Linked DNA regions of Mus musculus: regions 1 and 3 are each linked to region 2. Evidence: chromatin contacts called from public HiChIP or PLAC-seq and promoter capture Hi-C data. All regions are on one chromosome and are shown on one strand. The core of a region is the stretch at or near the end of the contact, and the rest is flanking DNA. Distances in the headings are between cores, read along the strand shown. Region 1 holds the start of Atf3 (activating transcription factor 3). Region 2 holds the start of Ptpn14 (protein tyrosine phosphatase, non-receptor type 14). Region 3 holds the start of Tatdn3 (TatD DNase domain containing 3).

What was found. Promoter capture Hi-C pulls out the DNA fragments that hold promoters and counts their contacts. HiChIP or PLAC-seq counts read pairs in DNA pulled down with a chosen protein or histone mark.
Region 1: an H3K27ac HiChIP or PLAC-seq map of extraembryonic endoderm stem cells shows a contact between it and region 2. The contact joins the promoter of Atf3 here to the promoter of Ptpn14 in region 2. A contact is called at or near these places in 2 of 39 promoter capture datasets (both in embryonic stem cells), 2 of 484 Hi-C or Micro-C datasets (both in embryonic stem cells) and 2 of 115 datasets of contacts at active chromatin or transcription factors (embryonic stem cells and extraembryonic endoderm stem cells).
Region 3: a contact with region 2 is called in a promoter capture Hi-C map of trophoblast stem cells, with 7 times the contacts expected there. The contact joins the promoter of Tatdn3 here to the promoter of Ptpn14 in region 2. A contact is called at or near these places in 4 of 39 promoter capture datasets (the 3T3-L1 cell line, embryonic stem cells and trophoblast stem cells).

The regions. Positions count from the first base shown.
Region 1 is chr1:191,181,703-191,184,822 of GRCm38.p6, forward strand. Atf3 (activating transcription factor 3) reads right to left here and starts at 1,631. Exons shown (of 4, transcript NM_007498.3): 1 at 1,391-1,631.
Region 2 is chr1:189,726,786-189,729,671 of GRCm38.p6, forward strand. Ptpn14 (protein tyrosine phosphatase, non-receptor type 14) reads left to right here and starts at 1,483. Exons shown (of 19, transcript NM_008976.2): 1 at 1,483-1,879.
Region 3 is chr1:191,061,459-191,064,470 of GRCm38.p6, forward strand. It overlaps Tatdn3 (TatD DNase domain containing 3), which reads right to left and starts at 1,452. Exons shown (of 10, transcript NM_001357166.1): 1 at 1,343-1,452. The coding sequence starts at 1,399. It overlaps Nsl1 (NSL1, MIS12 kinetochore complex component), which reads left to right and starts at 1,563. Exons shown (of 6, transcript NM_198654.3): 1 at 1,563-1,814. The coding sequence starts at 1,581.

The sequences.
Region 1 (3,120 bases), core at 381-2,880, 1.5 Mb after region 2:
GAGGCTAGAAGACTGCCATAAGTTTAAAGCAAGCCCCAGTTACATAGGGAGACTTTGTCTCAAAAGAGTGGAACAACAGGAGGGGAGAATAAACCTTTTAAATAATCGGGCTTGGCAACTCCTTTAATTTATAAGAAAGCTCGTGAGCTACATGATTAAATCAAATAAAATGGCTAAGAGGAAAATACAGAAATGGGAGTTGAAAATGAGCATGGGGTCGAAGCAGGGAATCAATCCAACGGGAGAGAGCTAGGAGACAGAGATGTAAGAGAGGCCCCCTTTCCTGTCCTGTCTCAGAGACCGGCTAGGAACGCTGGGTGGGGGAGCCTCCACACTGAACATCCCTCCCTGGCTCCTTTTACTTTAATTATTTTAGTCTAGAAACAAATCTGTCAAAAGCTGGCTATCTGAAGCACACAGCGCACAGAAAGGTGCTGGGCGTGTGGGCCTGTAATTTCAGCACTTGGGAGGCTGAGGCAGGAGGATTGGCCGGAGTTTTTATGGGCAGTCTGGATTACAGAGTGAGACTCTGTCACGAGAATACAAACAACCCCCCCCCCGCACGCCCCCCCCCCCAAGTACAAGTGGTTCCACACCCTGGTCCCTCCACCCGCTTGATCCGATTCCTTCGCTTCCCTTCCAATACATAAAGAAACTCAAGGGCCGGTTAAAAGTCAGCCAGAGCACAGCAAGTCACAACAGCGAGTGAGGCTGGAAGTGACGTCTCAAACCTAGCGGTCCGAAGTTAGCTGGTGCGGAGACCTCTCGGCCTTCAGCCCCGGGACAGCGCCACACCAGGGCTCGCCGCCTCCAAACTTATCCTAACACACTTTCGCTCACAGCGCTCTACGCGGTCATGCTGCCCAGATCTCTGCTCCGGGGAGCGCAAGGCGACCTCCAGCGGCTGTGCCGGACCTCCGTTCGAGCGTCCGGTCTTCATTCATTTAGCTCGATACCGGGAGCAGCGCTTCAACAAGCCGCGGCCACTGCGCCTCTACGCGGACTTAGGAGGGACCCGCTCCGAGTCCAGGGTCCGGGACAAGAAGTGATGGATGGAAGAGGGGACCCCGATCGCCAGAGTGTGAGTCACCTCCGCGCACCAGCACCCACCTTCCACCCAGACGACCTCTCCTAGTTGCAAACTGAGAGCGCAACTCCTCCGTCCCTGGGCATCTTTCACGCCTCGAGTCAAAAGAGAAAGTTCGTTCTTTCACTTTACCAGAAACTTTTTACCAGCTAAGAACGGCAGCGGCAAAGAGCGGCTCAGCCGAGCGACTGTGGCACGGACACTAGGGCTTCAGTCTCCGGTGGCGCAAGGGTCCCGGGACTGGTCACCAGAGGGGAACTTAGGGTGAGGAGGGCAGCGCTCCTCGGTGTGGCTCTAACTCACCTCCAGTCTTCGCTCGGGGCGGCCAGGGTCCAGAGAGCGGCCAGAGGCGGGTGGTCTGTCCCGCCGGCGGGCGAGCGCCAAGGACTCTGCCGGAGCGCGGGTTAGCCGATTGGCTCCACTGGGGAAGCACCGTGCGCGGCGTCTCGCTGAGTGAGACTGTGGCTGGGAGCGCGTTGCATCACCCCTTTTAAAGCCCTCGCGTTGGCAGGGAGCCCGCTTAACTCCAGGTTACCAATCCCAGGCTGACGTAATGCTATTAATAGCTTCCAGGGAGAACTGGCCAGAGGAGGGGTGAAGGAGGGACGGGGGCGGGGCAAAAGGTGGGTGGAGACCGCGGACTTGGTGATGCAAGTGCGAGAAGGGGCGGTCACGGCGCGTCCTGCGTTCCTCGCACGCCCGGGACACACACACCCGCCCGCCCTCTATCTCCTTATCAGGCTGGGAGCCGCCCGGGCGCACCGCCAGATGTGCGTATTCGCCGCTGCGTGTTCCAGGCATGAGCCAATGGTGCCCAAGCCAGCGGCATGACTCCACCGCCCTGGCATCTCTCCCTCCGCTAGGTTGGGGAAGGGGGGGTGGTGGTGCTGGGAGGCGGATCCTGGCAGTGGCCCAGACTAGGTGAGGCTGGGAAGCGGGCACGACCTTTCTCTAAAATGTGTGGTCATTTTTCTAAAACTTCAGGAAAATGTGCCTTCTTTGACCAGCGGCCTAGCCTAAGGAGGGGGCGGGGAAGGGATAGCGGTGACAATCTCCCGCGTGAAGGAGGTGCCCAAAGTTACACTCCGATGAATCCACACCGTTACCCGCCACTGTGACCTCCTCTGCCGGGGACCCAGCTAGCAGCTGTGGGTTAACGTAGACATTCGGCAGCCTCGTGCTCCCACGCCCACGGCCCCCGAACTCGCTAGGAACCCGAAGTGCTAGTGACCGGACGCGGTCAGTTCGGTTGTTGTTTTTATTTTTAATAACAACCACAAAACGTTTTTAAATGAACAGGGAATTCTCCACGAAAGCAAGAGCGTAGAAAGAGGAAAGATTTGGAGAGATCAGAGCCACCTAGCGCAGGGATAAGAAAGGGCTGGAAAAAGGCGGCTCGGCTAGTCTGGGAAAGAGGACGCTTTGATCTCTACGCTCCCGGTTTGGGCGGGGGTGGGGGTCCGCCTGGATATCAGGAAAGAAAAACCGGCTCCAGGTTTCGAGTGTCTGTCTGCAGGAACAGAGGGCTCTAGGGATACGGTGGCCGGGACTGAACGCGCACCGCTTAAAGCCGGAACACCGAGCCCTCTTGTACTCAAATCTGGTGGCGGGAAAGGCTGGGCAAAGGACTCGATTTCAGGCCAAAGCCTCAGCAGACCTGGGTTTGAAACTTGAAATTAGTTTCCCGGTTCTGACCCAGTAATTCCGAGGGTCTGAGCTGAGCGCAAGACCCTGAGCGGGACTCCATAGCTCATCAAGGGTTACACGTGCACAGACTGCGGCCCAGGAATCGCACACCTGCCTGGCAGACTTTGGCGGGCACATGTGGGGCAGGACGCTGAGGTGTAAAGACAGAGGCACCTGCTAACGCCCGCCTTTGAGAGGAAGGCGATCAGAAGGTCACAGGGAGGTAGTTTGGGGTGTGAAGCAGAACTGACCGGTGCCGCTGCCTCCATAGCACCTACCACCCGGACTGTTACGGTCCTGAGGAAAGGTCGCCGACGGTAGTACAACCGTAAGCAACTGATGGCCCC
Region 2 (2,886 bases), core at 233-2,732:
ACTGAGCCTTGACATAAAGCTATTCCTGAAGGCTGGTTGGAAACTCCTCAAAGCCCTCTCCTTGATATTTTGAAAGACTCAGCCTCCTTTGCTTTCCATCCACCCCATTTTGCCCCCTCCACGCCCCCCCCCCCCCGTCCTCTTTTATTCTTCTTGGTTCTGTAGAAGAACACTCAGAAGCCAGTTATTAACAGACTTGCTCTGTGGGCACAGAGATCTTTCTTTCTTGTTTTGAGGTAGGGTCTTGCTATGTAGTCTAGGCCAGCCTCGAACTTGTGATTTTTCCTGTCTCTGCCTCCAGAGTTGGCATGAGCCATTTTGATAGGATAAGGCCTGGAAGTTTTGTGTCCCTTGCCTGTACAGTGAAGTAATTTAATGATATTTTGGGTGACAAGGACTTCAGGGTCCTTGAAAGGACTGGTCTTAAGATTTCAGGAAGAGAACAGATGCCAAGACATGCAAAGCACCTTAAAAATATAGGCAACTCCTTTCACTTCACAATTACTAAACCCAAGGATCAGGGGTAGGGGGCTGGGATCTTCCTGAGTTAACCACTGGGCCAGCAACTCCGCGGGGCCTAATACAGGTTTCCTTGCCCGGCCGAGTGCCTTTTCCATTACACTGGCTGCGCCTCAGTAACCCCACCTCCGAAAGTGCTAACGCAGTTCCCTCCCAGTGCCTACCCAGGCGGGGTGGGGCCCCCTCCGTGGCATGGAACAAACCGGGAAAACCACATATTCCAACTTCCAGCACACAAAGGCTGGTTGGCCGTGGGGGCGGGGTGGGAGGACCGGAGCTAAGACTCACTACTCAGAGATCCTAGGATTCTGAGGAGAGCTTCTAGATTGCCTTCTCAAGGAGGCCACCCTACTTTGTCCCGTGTCTCCTGGGCGGTGGCGGCATGGGGGCATCCTGCTTGGAGACCTCCCTCAAATAAATGGCCTGTTCTAGCTCCAGTGTCCCACCCCTTAGCTGCCCACGGAAATCTTGGAGGGACGGTCTTTTCCTTTCCTCTTTCCCCTCCGCCTCCTAAGCGTCACACAGTTTGGTTGATTTGGGTCATCGCCCCCTCTCCACTTCCAGTCTATCTCACTCCGGGCACTTTCCTTTAGTCCACCGTCCCACACCTTGGTAGGGAAAACGCGCTCCAAAGCTAGCCCATTAAAAGTGCACGACTTCTGCCCGGCCGGCCGAAGGAGCTCCCGCAGCCTGGCATTCCTCGGATTCCAGCGCTGTGACGTCCCTGGGGACCGTGCGCCCGCAGCGGGGGAGCCCGGGCTCCTCTTTTCAGCGCAGGGCGCGCGTCCCCGAGGCTGGCGCGCGCCCTCCCCGGACGCATTCCTGGCCCGCCCAGCGAGCGCCCCGCGCGCTCCCCGCCTCCTGGCCCCCAGCACTGCGGAGCAGAGCCCGGGGCGGGGGAGCGCGGCCAGCGGCGCCTGCTCGTCCCCTCCCACCCGGCCCCTTCCTCCGCCCTCCCCGGCCGCTCGCGCTTCCTGGCGCTCGGGCTCTCCGGAGGCTCAAGTTCTGCACAACTTCTCCCGGCTGCCCAGCGCCTCGGCCGCGGGCCCGGCCAGCTAGCTGCGCTCCTCGGCTCAGCCGTCTCGTCCACAGGGCAGGTCCTCGTGGAGCATCTGGTACCAAGTGGCCGCTGGCGGTCCCTCTCTGCGCCCCACCTCTCTGATCGCCCGGGTCCCCTCGCGTGGGACGGCGGTGCTTAGGTTCTTGGCCCTTTCTCCTCCCCGGTGCGCCCGGCGCGCCGGCCGCTGCGTAACCCTCCCTGCGCCCCTCCTCTGCCAGCTCCTGGAAGCCAGTGGTGGGGACCCAGACTCCCTGATGGTCAACGTGCGGCACCCGGGGCACTCCCGGGCCATGTAAGCAGGTAAGCTAGCCGGTCGGGAGCAGATACTCCAGGCAGAGCCAACTTCGTTCGCCGCCGGGGACGCCGGGATGCGCGGTGGGGGCGCCAGGTGGCCGGCCGCCGGTTCTCTTCGCTAGCAGTGCTCGCTCGTCCGGGATTGAGCTGGAAGGGGAGCGCGGTCTGGGACTCGGATTCAGCCAAAACATCGCCTCCAGCTCCTGTTGTGTTTGCGAGCAGGGGAACAGAGCGCAGAGCCCAAAGCTTGTCCTGTGCCTCTGTGGGCACTGGGTTTGTGAGGGGGTTCTTGTGCCCTCTCCCCAATACCTCAGCCTTGATACCAAACTCCTGAGTCTCTTGGCCCCGGCTTGGGTGATCCTTACAGGCGCGCAGGGAAAAATACCTTCATCTCAGACCAATCTCCAACTCGAACTTTGCAAGTTCTGAGAGTTAACAGCCCCTTTCCCACGTGACGCCACATCTAGTTTTAAATCTTTGGGAATGGTTTTCCTATCTTTTCTGGGAGGAATTGATGTGCGCTGTCACTATCCCGCTTTGCCCTTCTTCCTTTGGTTTGAGGAGATATTGGGGTCTTGAGTTTAGTTGGTTCACGGATTAGCTGGGTCCTACTTAGGCGAGTTCAGACTGCTGCTGAATGGGTGTATGTATGGTCAATTTCCAAAATGCGTTAATTTCTTGAAATGGATTTCCTCCCTCATTAATTCAACAAACTCAGTGGTGAGTCTTCCCCTGTGCTAAGAGATCACATTACAAGAGTCTGCAGCACCCTGCAGGCAGCCGTGGGCGGATGGGGACATGTGCTGTGAGAGAGGGGTTCTGAGACTCTTGGGAAGGCCAGGCCCTGGAGGAAAGGGGTTACCTTCGTTGAGGGAATGATGCTCAACTTAGGAGTGGTTGAGGGACCGCATTCCAGAGGAGGGAACAGCTTGGGCAAAGTGAGGGGCGCGGAGAGGGGCGTGCAGAAAGTCTTGGAGAGCGACCTGGTGGCTGGCTGGGCATGTATGGGCAGG
Region 3 (3,012 bases), core at 202-2,701, 1.3 Mb after region 2:
AGAGCTTTCCTGTCCTCTCTCACTCTGTCCCTCAGAGGCTTCTGGACATTTCCCTCATGATTTGCTTTCACAGCCTAGTGGTAGGTAACTCTTCAGTCTCCTTGACTGATTCTCTGTCCTTTTTGTGACTTCAAGCTCTTCTGTTCTCTTTCCACTTGCCTTAAGGGATTCTGCCTTTTTCCTTTGTTTGTTTAACATCCTCGACCACACTATGTAAGATCTCTATCACTAAGCTATATCCTCCCCTTCTCGTGGTTTTTGATACCATGCTGAATCTCCAACTTACAGAGTTTTTACTCTCTCCAAGACCCACGACTCACATTTGAAATGATTATGTATTCTAATCTTTCCACTTGGATGAGATCAGACTTAACCAATATCCCCCCACTAGGATTTCCAGCTGCCCACCTGCCCACTCTGATCCCAAACCTTTTCTCGTCTCAGCAAAGGCCATCACCATCTTCCTTACAGGAAGCACAAACTGAAATCTAAGTCATGCTCGATTTCTTCCTCCCCTTGCTGTTCTTATCCAAGGCATGCATGTACTGTTGGTGTTATTCCTAAAATTTGTTGAGTACATGGTATTCTCATGATATTCTCACTGTACTGGCTTCTACCAGCTCTTGTCTGTAAACTGAGACGTTTCCTAAATGCTCTCACTTTCTCTCCTCCACCTTTTTGCCACTCAGCAGCAAATTTGTCTTCAGAATATTCGCTCTCTATATATATTTAAAATGGGTTTGTTTTTAAACTTTTAAGGGTTAAGACTGTGCATCTAATGCAATCCAAATGTCTTACTGACCTTGACCTACCCTTCCCAGCTCCTGGAAATTTCTCCTTTATTAAGTGTTTCCAGCTGCTGGTTAACTAAAACAGATCAAATTCTATAATGTATGGGAGGTCTACAACCTGCCGGTGTTCATCACTACCATACACTCACACCCTAAGCGTCACCTCCTAAGAAAAAGGCACCTACTTCTCCTTCCTCTTCACTTTCCCCAATGTAGCCGGTAAAACCTATTTCCATCCCTACACATTCACTCCATCAAGTGTTATTATTTTTGTTTGTCCCTCTGCCGGGCCAGAACTAGAACCTCTGCTAAGGGCTTGGATGGATCAGCACACCTCAAGAGTGGTAGGAGAAAGGGGTGTTGAGACGACAAACTAAAGCTTCATAGAAATAGTTAACCGCCGTGTAAGATGAGGAATGTCAGTTCCAGGACGCTGGTTCGAAAGGGTCGCCATAGACTAGGTACGGTCTGAGGATTTGGGGGAGAAAAACTTGCGGGAAAGGAGACACGGCCCTCCCGACTCCCGCAAGCCCCAAGTCCCCCTCACATACGTTGTCAAAGTCCGAGGCGGAGAGATGGCAGTGACAGTCCACTAACCCCAAACCCATAGCTACTCCTGCAGGCTTCTCGACTGCAAGCCAGGCGGCGGAACTCTGGGGCCGCGGAACCCGAGGCGGAACCTTGCGGCGGCGGCGGATCGGGTTTCCAGTCGGACGCGTGCAGGAGCGTTCCAGGGAGGGAAGCATCCTTCCGGTCTCAGCGATTCCCGCCTTAGTTTAAACCGGGAAGATGGCGGCTGTCTCTGAAACAGTGCTCGTCTCCGCCCCGCAGGACCACGATGCCCAGGCCGCCTCAGACCCTCAGGCCACGGCAGCAGACTCTCCCCTAGAGGACTTCCGAGTGCGCTGCACCTTGAAGAGGGCGGTGATGGAAGTGATGGAGATGTGCGGTCGCTTCGTGCAGGAGCTCGGGGCCGTGCTGCCGGAGGACGTCCGCGAGCTCGCGCTGCGGGACGCACAGTGGGTACGGACCCCTCTTTCCCGGTCCTCACCCAGCGCATCCTGGCTCTGGCTCGGGGCCCATGTCAGGCCTTCGCAGATGGAACGATGCCCAAGACTGGCTTGGGAAATGCCAGGGAAGGCAACTAGATGCTAGTGCCGCCTGGGTGCTGCTTCCTGTCAGGAACATACAGGGCGAACACGTATGTAATCTTAAGAAGCAGGCGGTATTAAGTGTACCCATATTCTTGAACATGTACAGCGCTATACGTATAAACAAGGCATCACATTTTGCTTTCATAGCAAGCTTTCAAATCTTGTGTTTTACAAAACATTTCTTTTGGTAGTTAAGTGCGCAGTAAAGACAAAGTCGCTCTCCTGTGGGCCAGCGCAACTTTGCTGGTTGGTATGAGGAATTCTCCAGGAAATGATAATCCTTGAAGTCAGTCATCTGGCTAGGTTTTTGGTCATTGTTATTGTTTTTGTTTGTTTTTATAACATCGTGTGGATTCGGGGAGAAAACATTTTCTTTTTAAGTTGAAAATAGATGAAGAAGCTGTCTTGGTGTTAAATTTTACCAAGTTCTAGTTGAGCTGGTCATGACAGTGTATGCCAAGTACTCGGAAGGCAGGGGCATGCAAATCTCTGTGAGTTCGAGACTAGTCTGGTCCACGCCGTGAGTTCCAGACAAGCCAGGGCTACGTAGAACCTGTGCATCCTGTTGCTCCCCCGGCACCCATAAACCCTTAGAACACACTTATTTCTCCTATATTTTGTGTACCCCTGAATATGATGGTTTCTGGGAAAAGACACTAGAGATCGAAGGACTGCTAACTCAAGCAGATAAACAGCCTATATGTAGGGGAAAGTTTCAAGCTTGTAACAGCACATTCATGACCAATGACAAGAGTGCAGAGTAAATATAGAGGTTGTCAGCATCAAAAACTAAAACAACAGTGGTTAAGGGAAAGAATAATGAAGAAACCTTCCTTGGATTGTAGTTTTATACCCCAGTTTTGGGAATAGTAGCTCCTGTGTTATTCTCTCCTTAGAAGTAAGGCAAGGAGAGAAACGGCACTTAATGTTTTTAATAGTTATCTTGGGAGATGACTGTAACTAAGAGGGTTTATCTGATTATAGAAAAATGCTAAGATAATGAGAACATTTACATGTAGGAATAGACAAATGTGACTTCACCTCTAATAGCTTGTTGAATGAGATCT